Regions from separate parts of the Mus musculus genome. Here region 2 is linked to region 1. The links are chromatin contacts, called in public HiChIP or PLAC-seq maps. All regions are on one chromosome and are shown on one strand. The core of a region is the stretch at or near the end of the contact, and the rest is flanking DNA. Distances in the headings are between cores, read along the strand shown.

Region 1 (6,444 bases), core at 3,723-6,222:
GGAAAGCACATAGATCTACCAACAAAAGCAAGGACATTGGATCACTCGTTATACAGGATGCCATGGCTCCAGGAAACTAAGTTTCCGTGACCTTTTCGCCTGGGGACAGCGCCCAGGTTTTTGGAGCCTTTTGTGCTTGTCACTACTGGAGTGGATGTAGCAGTATAAAAAACCACTTTAGCCATTAAGAGAACAGTATGAAATACCAAAATGATAATAATTATAATCTATATTGAGCCAATCTCAGGTAAGTCAATTAGCTCTTCATTTGCTTCATTTGCTCAAGTGATCCAAAGGAGCACTGTGCAAGGTTGTCAACTGTTCTACTGTGGTAGCTCCCATCCTTAACTTTCTCTTTGAGGACATCCCAGATGATTTTCAAAATCTGTTAGCTTCTCTGTCTAGCTGGAGTGATCTCTCCATCTGTGGGTGGGATCTTGCCACAAGTTAGAGGACCAAAATGTTGTTTTAAAAACAAAAAATAGCAGCAGTTCAATTTTAATAACTAAGACATAGGAGCCTTAAGCTGTGGTGAAAGCCTGCTATCCCAAAGAGGAAGAGAAAACAGCCAGCTCACCTTCCTACTCCACCAATGTTCCAGAGGGAAAAGGCTCTTTCCCCTTCTCCATGCTGCCTTAAATAGTCTTCTCCTCAATGGTACTTTTTCTGTTTACTCAACGTTCCCTCTCTGCCTGCTGGTTGTTTCCTCTGCCCCTTATCTGGAGTTGACCTAATTGAGCTCTTGGATTAAAGATATGTGCTAGAGCTGAGTTTAATAGGCAAAAGTGAGCAACAAAGACCCACCCCAGAGATAGATTACATAGTGCTTTATTAACCTTATTTTTTTTTAATGCTATAATTGGAAAAAAACTACAGCTGCTGAAAGACATTCAGCTTCTTGCTTGATGTACTCAAATACATTGAGATGGTTTCCTCTAAAGACTTGCTTCCAGGATATTTCCAGAACAGCTAGACCACCCATTCAGCCTTTCAGACTGTTACAGTCAGGACTTTAGATAAGGCATGAACTTTCTCAGCACAAAGAGACTGGAAAGCAAATGAGAGCCCTCCTTTGACAAAGCCAATTTTCCTATTTTCCTTTGGGCCCCCAGAAGGGAATTCACCCTGATTCAGCTAGAAGGAAGCAAAAGAAGATCTTCATCCCAACCCCTTAGGTTCTGGTGGATGGTTCTGATATTTTATAAATTATAATTATGCTGTCATTTCAAGGGATAACCTGCAAGTATTGTAACTTTTGGACAGGGAAGAAAGAGAGTTTAGACTCGGGGATTTCTTTTTCCTTTCCTCTTCTCTACCCTTCCTTCTTGAGTAAAGGAGAGGGGGATGGAAAGAAAAAAGGGGGAAAAGACAAATAGACACAGGATATTAAATTTACTCTTAAATCATTGTATAGCCATAATCTTACATTGGTAGAAACCTTTATATTTGATGCCAAATTGAAGTTTTCATTTCTTACATTGGTACAGAATTTATATATTGACACAGGTTTAAGGATTTCATTAGGATAAATTTTTGTATATTGATACAAAATTTAAAATTGATATTGTTACTCTTAGATAGGTATTGTGCCTATGCAACTCAAATAAGAATACAAAGGCTTGGGGGCTAGAGGGATGGCTCAGTAGTTAAGAGCATTGACTGTTGTTCTTCCAAAGGTCCTGAGTTCAATACCCAGCAACTACATGGTGGCTTACAACCATCAGTAACAGGATCTGATGTCCTCTTCTGGTGTGTCTAAAGATAGCTACAGTATACTCATCATATAAATTAAATAAATAAAATCTTTAAAAAAAAACAAAACACAAAGGCTTACACCCAGTCCTTGCAATCACTGCCATTACAAACTGTTTAAGATGATTAAGTAATGTAAGTTAATAGTCAGATAGTAAAACTCATGGCCATATCCGATTCTAATTTAATTAATTACAATAAGTGTTTTCAAGATTATTCAAATAATGAATAGCTAAGCATAATGAATGTTCACCAATTCAGTTCTGCTACATATTTAGATCGTCTTCAAAAGTATCAGCATCAGAGATCCATAGAATATGTCATTTAATATTATTTCATTTGACTACGAAACAGGTGTGCTCCTGACAGTGTTCCCATTCCACTTCCAGGAAGATATTGAGCAGCATTACCTCCGGGCTGAGTTGCTTCAATCATGACAAAGTAGCCACTTTACAAAAATTGCTCTAATCCATATGCAGACAAAAATACTGTCCAAAAAGGACAAACAGATGTGGGATAGTTGACTAATAAGCTTTGCCAAGACAGCATAAGCTAGTCCTCCATAATTCCTGCTTCACTTAAGGACTGTTAGATGGTTCTGGGCCAGAAGTCTGAAGACAGATGCTCCAATGTTATAAGAAATTAAGGGACTGTCCAGGCAGTCAGCTGACTCCACAAAGTATAGCTTTATAAGCTATGTCTTTGTGCTTCCTACAGATTCAGGTAGTATATAATTTATTCTCAGATCTCTGATGGAATTGAAGACTAGTCATAATCTCATAATCAAACTTAAGTTGTTTAGCATTAAGGAAGATGATCTAGATTTATAAGGATGGATGTCAGATGGGAATACAAGTTAAATAAAACATAATTCAGGCACAGAATTGTAAACTTTTTAAGGGAGGATAGATGGTAGATTACTTTATCTACATTGACAAATATCATGGAATGGACGGTAAGTGTGTATCATAGTTTATAATTTGCATAATTGTTATAGTAGTGTTCAATGTATATCTGAGGGAGAGCCTTTCTTATTGGACAAAAAGGGGGAAGTGTTGTGGGTTGCCTGGATTCTGTTTGTATTCTGGTGTTAATTCTGCTTCCTCAAGAGGAGCTACCCTTTGACAAGCAGTTGATCACATACTCAGGTGATGTCATGCGAATCATTTGCCCATTCTTAACTGGTCAAATAAAGGCTAGAGCCTATGACTGGGCAGTGGAAGGAAAAGGAGGGACAAGAGGCCTTGAAGATCTGGGGAAGGAAGGAGGAGAAAAAAAGAAGAGAGGACAGAGGAGTAAGAAGAGTAGGAGGGGGAGGAAAAGGAGGAAGAGAAATAGAGCAGAACCATGTATAACAAGGAGAAACTGCAAGTAGCAAGGGTCTTATAGCTGGGGAAAAAGTTAGCATAGTGATAGAGCTGTTCAATCTAGTCTTATAGTTTATAAATATAATAGCTGGATTTTGTGTTTTTACACTGGTTTATAGGGGTTAATAATTCTTGTAACATAGAGTACTAGCAAATTCTAGTCATAAGCTTCACCTAGATTCATGTATGTGTTTTCATGTTTGAGTCTGAAGCAGGCGACTAGGAACAAAATTTATGTACCTCACATGTACTTATCATATTGTGGTCTTCAAGTGTTTCAGGGAATTGCTTAATATGATGGTTACATGTGTAAGTTTTTTTACAGTAAACTGAGACTATTCCTAACACTAACCTGTTAGGTCTCCAAGAAGATAATGGGGCCCTGCAATGCAGAATCCAGCTGGACTGTGGTAACACTGTCTTAGTCAGGGTTTCTATTCCTGCACAAACATCATGACCAAGAAGCAGTTGGGGAGGAAAGGGTTTATTCAACTTACATTTCCACATTGCTGTTCATCACTGAAAGAAGTCAGGACTGGAACTCAAGCAGGTCAGGGAGCAGGAGCTGATGCAGAGTCCATGGAGGGATATTCTTTACTGGCTTGCTTCCCCTGGCTTGCTCAGCCTGCTCTCTTACAGAACCCAAGACTACCAGCCCAGAGATGGTCCCACCCACAAGAAGCCTTTCCCCCTTGATCACTAATTGAGAAAATGCCTTACAGTTGGATCTCATGAAGGCATTTCCTCAACTGAAGCTTCTTTTTCTGTGATAACTCCAGCTGTGTCAAGTTGACTCACAAAACCAGCTAGTACAATTGACCCCTTGTCAACTTGACACACAAACACATCACTAGTAAGCCTCAACCCTTACATTCTTATTCATCCCCAATGTCTAAATAACTTTCAATGTCCCACAGTCTTTATATATTCTTAAAATTTCAATCTCTTTAAAATATCCATCTCTTTTAAAATCCAAAGTCTTTTTACAATTAAAAGTCTTTTAACTGTGGGCTTCACTAAAATAGTTTCTTCCTTCAAGACTGAAAATAACAGGGCACAGTCACAATCAAAAGCAAAAATCAATCTCCAACCATCCAATGTCTGGGATCCTCCAAGGGCTTGGGTCACTTCTCCAGCCATGCCCTTTGTAGCACACGTTGTCCTCTAGGCTCCAGATGCCTGTACTCCACTGCTGCTGTTCTTGGTGGTCATCTCATGGTACTGGCATCTCCAAAACACTGCATGACCCCTTCAGTGGTGGGCCAACAATTGCAACTGAGGCTGCACCTTCACCAATGGCCTTCCATGGCCTCTCACAGTGCCGAGCCTCAGCTGCTCTGCGTGACCCCTTCATGACTTCAAAACCAGTACCATATGGGTCACCCTTACACCTTACCAAGTCCTGCTGCTGCAGGAGTACCACCTTGGCTATTTCTGGAACACAGCCTCTTTGTGCTTTCAGAAAAACACTCCCAGAAGATATCACCTCAATGATGCTGGTCTCTTCTTAATCACCACTAATTTCTTAGCTCCAGCTAACCAGCATCAATAGTCCCAGTAATGCAAAGTTTTTGCTTTAGTAGTTCTGGTATCTTGTTAATCACAGCTGATTCTTCAGCCCCAGCTAACCAGAACCACAGAATAATCAAACTCCAAAATAGCAATGGCCCTGAAAAAGAGTCCTTAATTTTCCCTCTGAAATTTCACAAGCCAGGCCTCCATCTTCTGCACAGTTCTCAACCTTATCTTCCAAGCTCCTACACATCATCTGACAGAGCTCTTAACACAGAGTGGATCTTCTAGTCCTGCCAAGCACACTGGTCAAATCTGCTGAAAAGCCTTGGAGCCACTCACGAGGAAAAGAGTTTCAAGGAAACTCACGTCTTGGAGCTTTGGCATTCTCATTTACCCATATACTCATACCCTATTCCCGAGTTAGTCTGGTGTATGGAACTACGAACTCTCTTTTAGTATTATTTTATTATAAAAGCTTTTTAAGATTAAATTCTGAGATAGTTAAGTCTCCCCAGTGTTCCAAGCTCCCAGAAGCAGAGCTTAGAATCCTGTAAGAATGCAGTAAGGAAGTTAACCTATTCAGTAACTAATTAAGCATTACAAAAGACGGAGCCAGTGGCTCAGAGCTAGTCTACAAGGTGTTTACTAAGGACAGTAACAAATTGCATGCAAACAAGGAATACCACGAAAGAGCCAGGGAATCCCACTGAGATAGAAATCTTCAGTGCAGGCTACATTACATATTAGAAGCAAGTCAGTGAATTCTTCTGACAAATGGAGATTCTCCAGTTACTTAAAATTTACACTCATATAGGAATTTATCAAGGTCTAGGAGATAGGGGGGTTGTGATATTGCATTATTCATGAGGTCTGCCAAGAGCAGAACCCCCTGGTGCTAGCCTTCATAAGGTTCAAATGTATAGCACTAGAGTGTGAAATCCTTACCTGTCACTAAGCTGCCCCTAAGCAGGACTGCTTTATCTTTACTGTAACCTTCTACCTGGTTCCTATAAATCCTTTTGAAGTCATTCCTTTGTTTTGTATCAGGTAATTTCAATGTACTTTGCCTGCTACCCTTTGTATTTTCTGTACTATATAAGATTGGTGTTCACTTTGTGACAATACATTCAGATTCTACACAATCTCACCTGTTAGTCTGTCTGTCACCTGCCAATGCTTTGCCCACCTGCCCCAGAGACCCGTTCCACGCAGACAAAGGGACCCACAGGGTCTGTGACATAGCCCAATGTTCCAAAGTCCTTCCACAGTCCTCCCCAAAACATGGTCAGGTTGTCACAGGAATAACCCACTATGCTGGTACCAATTTGTCTTAGGGTTTCTATTCCTGGACAAAACATCATAATCAAGAAGCAAGTTGGGGAGGAAGGGCTTACACTTCCATATGGCTTACACTTCCATATGGCTTACACTTCCATACGGCTTACACTTCCATACTGTTCATCACTAAGAAATTCAGGACTGGAAATCAAGCAGGTCAGGAAGCAGGAGCTGATGCAGAGGCCATGGAGGGATGTTCTTTACTGGCTTGCTTCCCCTGGCTTGCATAGCCTGCTCTCTTATAGAACCCAAGACTACCAGCCCAGAGATGGTCCCACCTACAAGGGGCCTTTCCCCCTTGATCACTAATTGAGAAAATGCCTTACCATTGGATCTTATGGAGGCATTTCCTTAACTGAAGCTCCTTTCTGTGATAACTCCAGCTGAGTCAAGTTGACACAAAACTAGCCAGTTAACTACCATTGAGAAAATATTTTTGAAGATTCTGGCGCCAAGTTCTGCACAAACTATG
Region 2 (6,733 bases), core at 3,476-5,975, 190 kb before region 1:
GTAGCCCTTCAGCAGAGGTAGCAGTATCCCAGAAGAGGGAGTCTGGATGGTTCATGGAAAACAACTATTGATTGCCAGGGTGGGGGTGGGGCTCCATGGGACAGAAGTGAGATAGTGACCTGTTCCATGTGTGCCACTGTACAAACTTGTTTTGTTTTGTTTTATAAATAATAAATAAATAAATAGGAACTTTTCATGCTGTATTAGAGCTAACTCTTCATCTATGGACCTTGCTACTGAATATTAAGACCTACTGTCTCTTTGTTAGAGAGGACAGCGTTGGCTCCTCAGAGCTCCCGCCCATACTCTATTTAAAGGTATCCTCGAAAAATGTCAACCAACAAGTGTTCAGTAGATTGTTAGGAAAAGAAACTGAAGGAATAGTATACACAGCAGTTCCAGAGCTTAGATGTAGAAGGCACCTTATGTGACTGAAAAAGTCATCCTCCAAAGCAACAAGGTTGGTGAGTGAAGATCCCAGTGTCAAGGAGAGTTAGTGGACACAAAACCCCACCGATAATCAAGTTGTGGTTTATAGTTGACACCCGCTGAGAAAGACATCTTCCCCTCAGTAGAGTATCGCTGGGCATATCAGCCACACTCCAGGGCAGGCCCACGACCAGGAGTAATTGGGCAACCCAAAACTGATGTGTGTGAGTGTGTGTGTCCCTTTTGTTTGGTTTTGTTTTGGTGTTTTCTGTCTTATTTTCTCTTTCTTTCTTTTTTTCTTTCTTTCTTTCTTTCTTTCTTTTTTTTTTTTTTTTTAAGTTTGTCTGTCTTTAGTTTGTTTTTGCTTTTTATTGTTTTTCCTCTTGGGGATGTTTTGGGAGAGAGAGAGAGAATGTGAATTTGGGTAGGTAAGAAGGTTGAGACAGATCTGGAAGGAGTTGGAGGAGAAAGAATATCAAAATATATTGTATACTTTTTTTTTAATAAAACATTTTAAAATGCCAGTGTCAGAGTTAGGGTACTTTCCATTAGAGTTAGTGGAACTCCTTAAGCCCAACATAGCACAAGGCTACTGTCTCGGATGCTGGTTGTATGCCAATGTAGATAAGAAGGCTCTGCTGCTGAGACTATCACAGGCTTTGACTGCAGAGCATGGAGAAACCAAACTGGGACTGAGCTGGAAGTCCCTCCATGTTTAGAGTAATTGACTATTACTGTAAGATAGTAGTAAAATGCTCTATCATATGTGAAGAAAATAATTAACCATCTATAGTCATGGAAAGGGGGCGGAAAGACTCTGAGAACCTGAAAAAGAAATGTTGTTTCCTATGGTTATTTCATTTAACTGAAACATTCACTCTTGGAGGGAAGCAGGAGGCTCATACAAAAACTTACAAGGTTCAGGAAGTTCATAAGTCTTACTGAACTCACAAAAACTCTTCCCAAGACTACATACATAGTCAATGTTTTCTGGAGATAGGAGGCTCCTTGAAGAAGCTTCCTGAATGCTACACACACAATACCAGCCTTATAAATTTGGTTCATTGTCACCCATCGTGGGGTAGGCCGTTAGGTGATTTTTTTTTCTTTTTTTTTTTTTGCTTTTCAGTCACCCATGCTCCTGAAAGTAATGACAATAAACTCATTGGATCTCTGAGCTATCTTCAGTGAAAAAAAAATGTGTTCATATCTCACTGAGTCAAACAACATCAAGTTTAGAAAAGCTTCAAAGATTTTTTTAATCTCATAGAAAAGCTAAGCAAAGGAGAAAAAGCGTAATTTTTTTCTGCAGAGACAATTTTATTTCAAGCACACAGTCATAGGAATAGAACAATAAAATAAAATTACAAGAAATGAGTTATGTGTAACTTTAAAAAAAAGCTCACGGAAGATATTACAGAGTATAATGTAATTTTTTTGTGGTGCATGCATTTCTTTGCCCAATTTATTTAGCCTACCTCCTCAAACCTAAGAAACATAAGTTATTAGTATTAAAACAAACCAATTTTGAAGACAAAGGCAAGCTCATTCATTTTGCAGAAATTTTTATGGAGATACCGCATATATACAGCACCATTATCAGGTTGCTTTGAAACAGCAGTTTCAATTTAATTCCCTCACCAGACTATGTTAGAGCCTTTCAAAGGCTGACCAGATTGAGGCTTCCCCCACCCATGAGCTTGGCAAAGAACCCAATATATTTTTCCTCCTATCATCTGGATGGTTGTTTTTGAATACTATTGTCTGATGGAAGATGCAGACGTGGGAAGTGTTTTATAGGCAAAAGATGCAAGAAGACCTTGAATATCTGCACAAGATCTTGAATGTCTGCATAAGCAAGCAAAGAGCTGTTCTGCTCAAGATTAGGCAGTCAAAACAACTTCAGAATAATTTTTAAACATCTGTATGAGCAAGTTACCAAAGCCAAAAAAAAAATAGTAATATCATATCACAAGTTGATGGTCACAGCTGCATATTTCTGGGTTAGAGTTGCTCAGGTGGGATTCCTGAGAACCTTTCTTCCTGGAGCTTGGGTCAGGGACAAAGAGCTATTTGAAATCAAGATGGACAGCTATCATAAAATAATGCTTCTTCAGAGATGAGCCCAGAAACGCTGAGTTTCTGTTTCCCCAAATTCTAAACTGTGTTGTTCTGTCTTTTTTTTTTTTTTTTTTTTTTTTTTTTTGACATGGTGTCTTATACATCTGAAGCCTGGTTCTAACTCAGTGACTTGTTGTGTTGCTCAGGACTGGTTTTAACCCCTTGACCCTCCTGCTTCCATCACCCAAGTACTAGCAGTACAGATGTGCACCTCCTGGGCAGCCAATATCTTAATCAGTGAGCACATTGATGGAATGTGCTCCATCACACATGAGGAAAGACCCTCTTCCCATATCCTGTTCAGCCCCTTTTCCTAGTAACGTGATTTTTTTCCCCTTTCGAGCCGAACAGGAGATACTCGAGTGGTCCACAGAGCCATATACATATCTCCAAAGATACTGCACAGAAAATGGGACTTTGTGTCCTTTCTTATGTTTGACAGTACTGAGTATGGCTGAGGAGAAGTCAGGGACACAGTATTCTTTCTTTCTCTCTTTTTTAAAGATTTATTTATTTATTTATTTATTTATTATATGTAAGTACCCTGTAGCTGCCTTCAGACACACCAGAAGAGGGCGCCAGATCTCATTACAGATGGTTGTGAGCCATCATGTGGTTGCTGGGAATTGAACTCAGGACCTTCGGAAGAGCAGACAATGCTCTTAACCACTGAGCCATCTCTTCAGCCCCCAGGGGACACAGTATTCTTATGGCCCTGGGAAAGAACTCAAAGCTGTAAAATGGCAGAGTGAAGATAAGGGAGCAACCAGGTAGAACTGAAGTTTCCAAGATAATCGAAATACATCTATCAGAATCTTCTGACTCTTCTGACAGGGATGCAAGTGTGGCCTAGTGGAAACGGGCTTGCCTAACATTCTTGAAGACTTGAGTTCATCCCCAATAAAGCAAAAGGACAAGCAGTAAAGCATCTTTAGAGTATCCTAGTACGACTGGTCACAGTAAGTGGGATGAGTCAAACTTCAAAAACCATGGCAAGGCACATAGCTGAATTAAAAAAATAAAATTAAGTTGAAAAAACAAAAGGAGATAATTATTTTTAGAAACAATGTTTCTTTAGCCATCGAATCATCCCCTTTAGGTTACCCGGAGGCATTGGGTGAAGAATTTGCCCTCTGGGGAGTGATGAGAGGCAATGCTCATTTCAAAGAAAACATGCATAATGTAAAAAGGTCACTTTCACTAAACCGTGGGGGCTAGGGGCCCACACCACCGTCTCTAGAAGTCTGGGGACCCCATGGTATCTTTCTGAGAGGGGCACCTCTGAGTTCCGAGTACTGTGCAACTCTAGCCGCCAGCGGCCACAGGTTACTAAGCTCCTGAAAGGAAAGCTGGATTGGATGGGAAAGGCGGCGAGAGAAATAACAGGTCAAGACAAAATTCTCTGATCAAGGCTCAACTTTAATTCTAGGGTCTGATTTTTAAAGGGGAGAGAACCCATCCCCCACTATGCCAGGATCTCGTTGAGTCGCTTTGTCAGGATCTGTCAGGAAAACAAGCTCAGCTGCTCAGCAGGTAGCTTCTTGCAGACAAAAGACTTGACAAAGGTCAGAAGACTCCACCCTAGGTGAACTAGGGAGTGAGGCAAACAAGGTCTAAGCCACCCTGCTCAAGGTGGCGGTGGTGGGGGGAGGGGGGCGGGCGGGCGGGGGGGGGGGGGCGGGTAGGGTAGAACGACAGCAACCTGGAGCTTCCCAGTCGCCCAGAGCAGACCCGCATAGTATTCGCTGAAGCAAAGTGTCGCATCTGTAGTGGGTCCCGCAGGGAAACTTGAATTCAACGCTACTTGACATTACTGAAGCTCTGACGCTTCTTAGAAAATATTACTGACTTAACAGGGTTTGGGGGGGGGGGGGGGGGAGTGTGGCTATGGTGTTGTAACCATCATTACCAGCAGGTGGAGACATTGTCACGTACTGACTCATTTTTAAAGCCAAGGAACTGAAAATGCAGAACTACTGGTAAAAGGACCAAGAGAATCTGAACAAGGGGGAAAATCGGTGGCAATTTACGGAAGTGATCTACCTCCCGAGGGAGCAAATTCAGTCCCACACTTGTGTACTGATTGCCACCACACTAGTAGGGAATCACTGCCCTCCTCCTAGGTGGGGCTCTGCTGGAGCCACTGCCTGCTCCTGTCAAACAGTCCCTGAGGGAGGAGTGAGGATGATTGCAGGAAAGACGGAAAGAAGAGACAAGAGACAGATAGGGAAGACTGTCCAGTGAGTACAGCAGCAGCGTGTTTAATGAGTTTAGCCTGTTTTATACCCCACAGTGCCGTGGGAAGCAAAACCACAAGCTCGCAGACACAATGGCTGACATATCCATAGGATATCTGTTCCCATCCAGATATCCTCTGGGAGCCTTCCTGCTCCTTCTACAAAGGTTAATCGGAAGTCCAGTCCCTCACCTTGAGCCTCAAGTGCATCTCCTCTTATCGTTCCATGCATCAGTAGGCCAGGAAATCTTCCACTCTGCAGAACATTCTGCCAGGCCACAAACTCTGTTCTGTTTTGACCCGGCCTAGCAGGCAAGGTTTTACTCTGCTAGAGAAGCAGGTAACTGGCTCCCGACAGGGCTCCTAGATCACAGGTGGTAAAGTCACAGCAAAAATTCTTCTCAAAACACCTCCATGAAATGCAAAGAAGCAGGTCCCTTTATTACCAAATCCCACAGTGATTCTCCCAGCTCAAAATGTAATCCTTTCTTGTGCCTGTGGTTAAAGGAAATAGAACAATACAAAAGGATGCAAACTTATTTTAGGCCAGCAGTGCAACACCTTCTCATTCCTAATGCCAGGTGTCACCTGAGGTCTTACCTTACTTTAATTTCCATAGACTGTAGTGCTCTGTACAGGCAGCAGATCCCAAAACAGGGAGAGAGAAGGTGACCTGGCACACATCAGAAAAGTTACCTCTGCTTTCTTGTGCAGAGGAATTTATGAAATGGTCAGAGACTGTGAGTCAGACTCCGAAGCAATACCACAGAGTTTAATGCTCACTCCTTCCTACTGGCAGCCCACTGTAATCTCACCTCTTGTTCACTCAGCTAGCTGGAGATAAAGCAAAGCCCACAGTTGGCAAGGTCTTTAGCACCTGGACTTCTTTCTTGGGCACAGTAGAGTTGATACAACAGCTCTAACCACACAGTTATGAGACTGTGTCCAGGCCAGTTTTGCTTCTCTGTATACCATCAGGCATTCCAGTTCTGGCTGTAGTGACACTGCGGATTCCTTCCCCACAATTCCCTGCAAGGAGTCTGAAGAACCTATTAGTTAAGATAATTTCAAGATTACTTTGCTCCAAGTCAGAAAAAAAAATACCTCTTATTCTATTACCTTTTCCACATCAAATTAGGGTGGTGGTGTGTCATCAGTGCTAAGGAAATCCAATCAAGATATTAAAAATTATACAAATAGTCAAAGACATTCCATCGATAAAATCTAAATTGGTGTGATTCATGGGCTAAATCCTCTTAAAGCTAACCTTTTGATGTCAAAAGCCTTGCTCCTGCAAGTTAAAAATCCAAGGACCGAAATTCATCCTCCCATCTGCTCTGTCTGTTCCAGGAGTTCTCTGCACCTGAGCAACTTCAGCAGCTCCCACATCTGCCCCTGAGCAACTTCAGCAGCTCCCACATCTGCCCCTGAGCAACTTCAGCAGCTCCCACATCTGCCCCTGAGCAACTTCAGCAGCTCCCACATCTGCCCCTGAGCAACTTCAGCAGCTCCCACATCTGCCCCTGAGCAACTTCAGCAGCTCCCACATCTGCCCCTGAGCAACTTCAGCAGCTCCCACATCTGCCCCTGAGCAACTTCAGCAGCTCCCACATCTGCCCCTGAGCAACTTCAGCAGCTCCCACATCTGCCCCTGAGCAACTTCAGCAGCTCCCACATCTGCCCCTGAGCAACTTCAGCAGCTCCCACATCTGCCCCTGAGCAACTTCAGCAGCTCCCACATCTGCCCCTGAGCAACTTCAGCAGCTCCCACATCTGCCCCTGAGCAACTTCAGCAGCTCCCACATCTGCCCCTGAGCAACTTCAGCAGCTCCCACATCTGCCCCTGAGCAACTTCAGCATGCTCCCACTACTGCCCCTGAGCAACTTCAGCATGCTCCCACATCTGCCCCTGAGCAACTTCAGCATGCTCCCACTACTGCCCCTGAG

What was found. HiChIP or PLAC-seq counts read pairs in DNA pulled down with a chosen protein or histone mark.
Region 2: a contact with region 1 is called in an H3K27ac HiChIP or PLAC-seq map of embryonic stem cells, with 21 read pairs. The contact joins two enhancer-like sites. A contact is called at or near these places in 1 of 484 Hi-C or Micro-C datasets (embryonic stem cells), 2 of 115 datasets of contacts at active chromatin or transcription factors (both in embryonic stem cells) and 4 of 9 other capture datasets (adipose tissue, liver, macrophages and 1 more).

The regions. Positions count from the first base shown.
Region 1 is chr13:67,651,514-67,657,957 of GRCm38.p6, reverse strand. No RefSeq gene overlaps it. Among named protein-coding and RNA genes, the nearest start is that of Zfp729a, 17 kb to the right of the region's middle. Within about 2 kb of position 4,972, at least 6 of the 459 cell types and tissues checked have an H3K27ac peak or open chromatin away from gene starts, as enhancers often do. A contact at or near this core is called in embryonic stem cells, where this site is marked.
Region 2 is chr13:67,842,098-67,848,830 of GRCm38.p6, reverse strand. It overlaps Gm10037 (predicted gene 10037), which reads right to left. Exons shown (of 4, transcript NM_001309374.1): 4 at 5,539-5,835. The coding sequence ends at 5,761. Among named protein-coding and RNA genes, the nearest start is that of Gm10037, 14 kb to the right of the region's middle. Within about 2 kb of position 4,725, at least 66 of the 459 cell types and tissues checked have an H3K27ac peak or open chromatin away from gene starts, as enhancers often do. A contact at or near this core is called in embryonic stem cells, where this site is marked.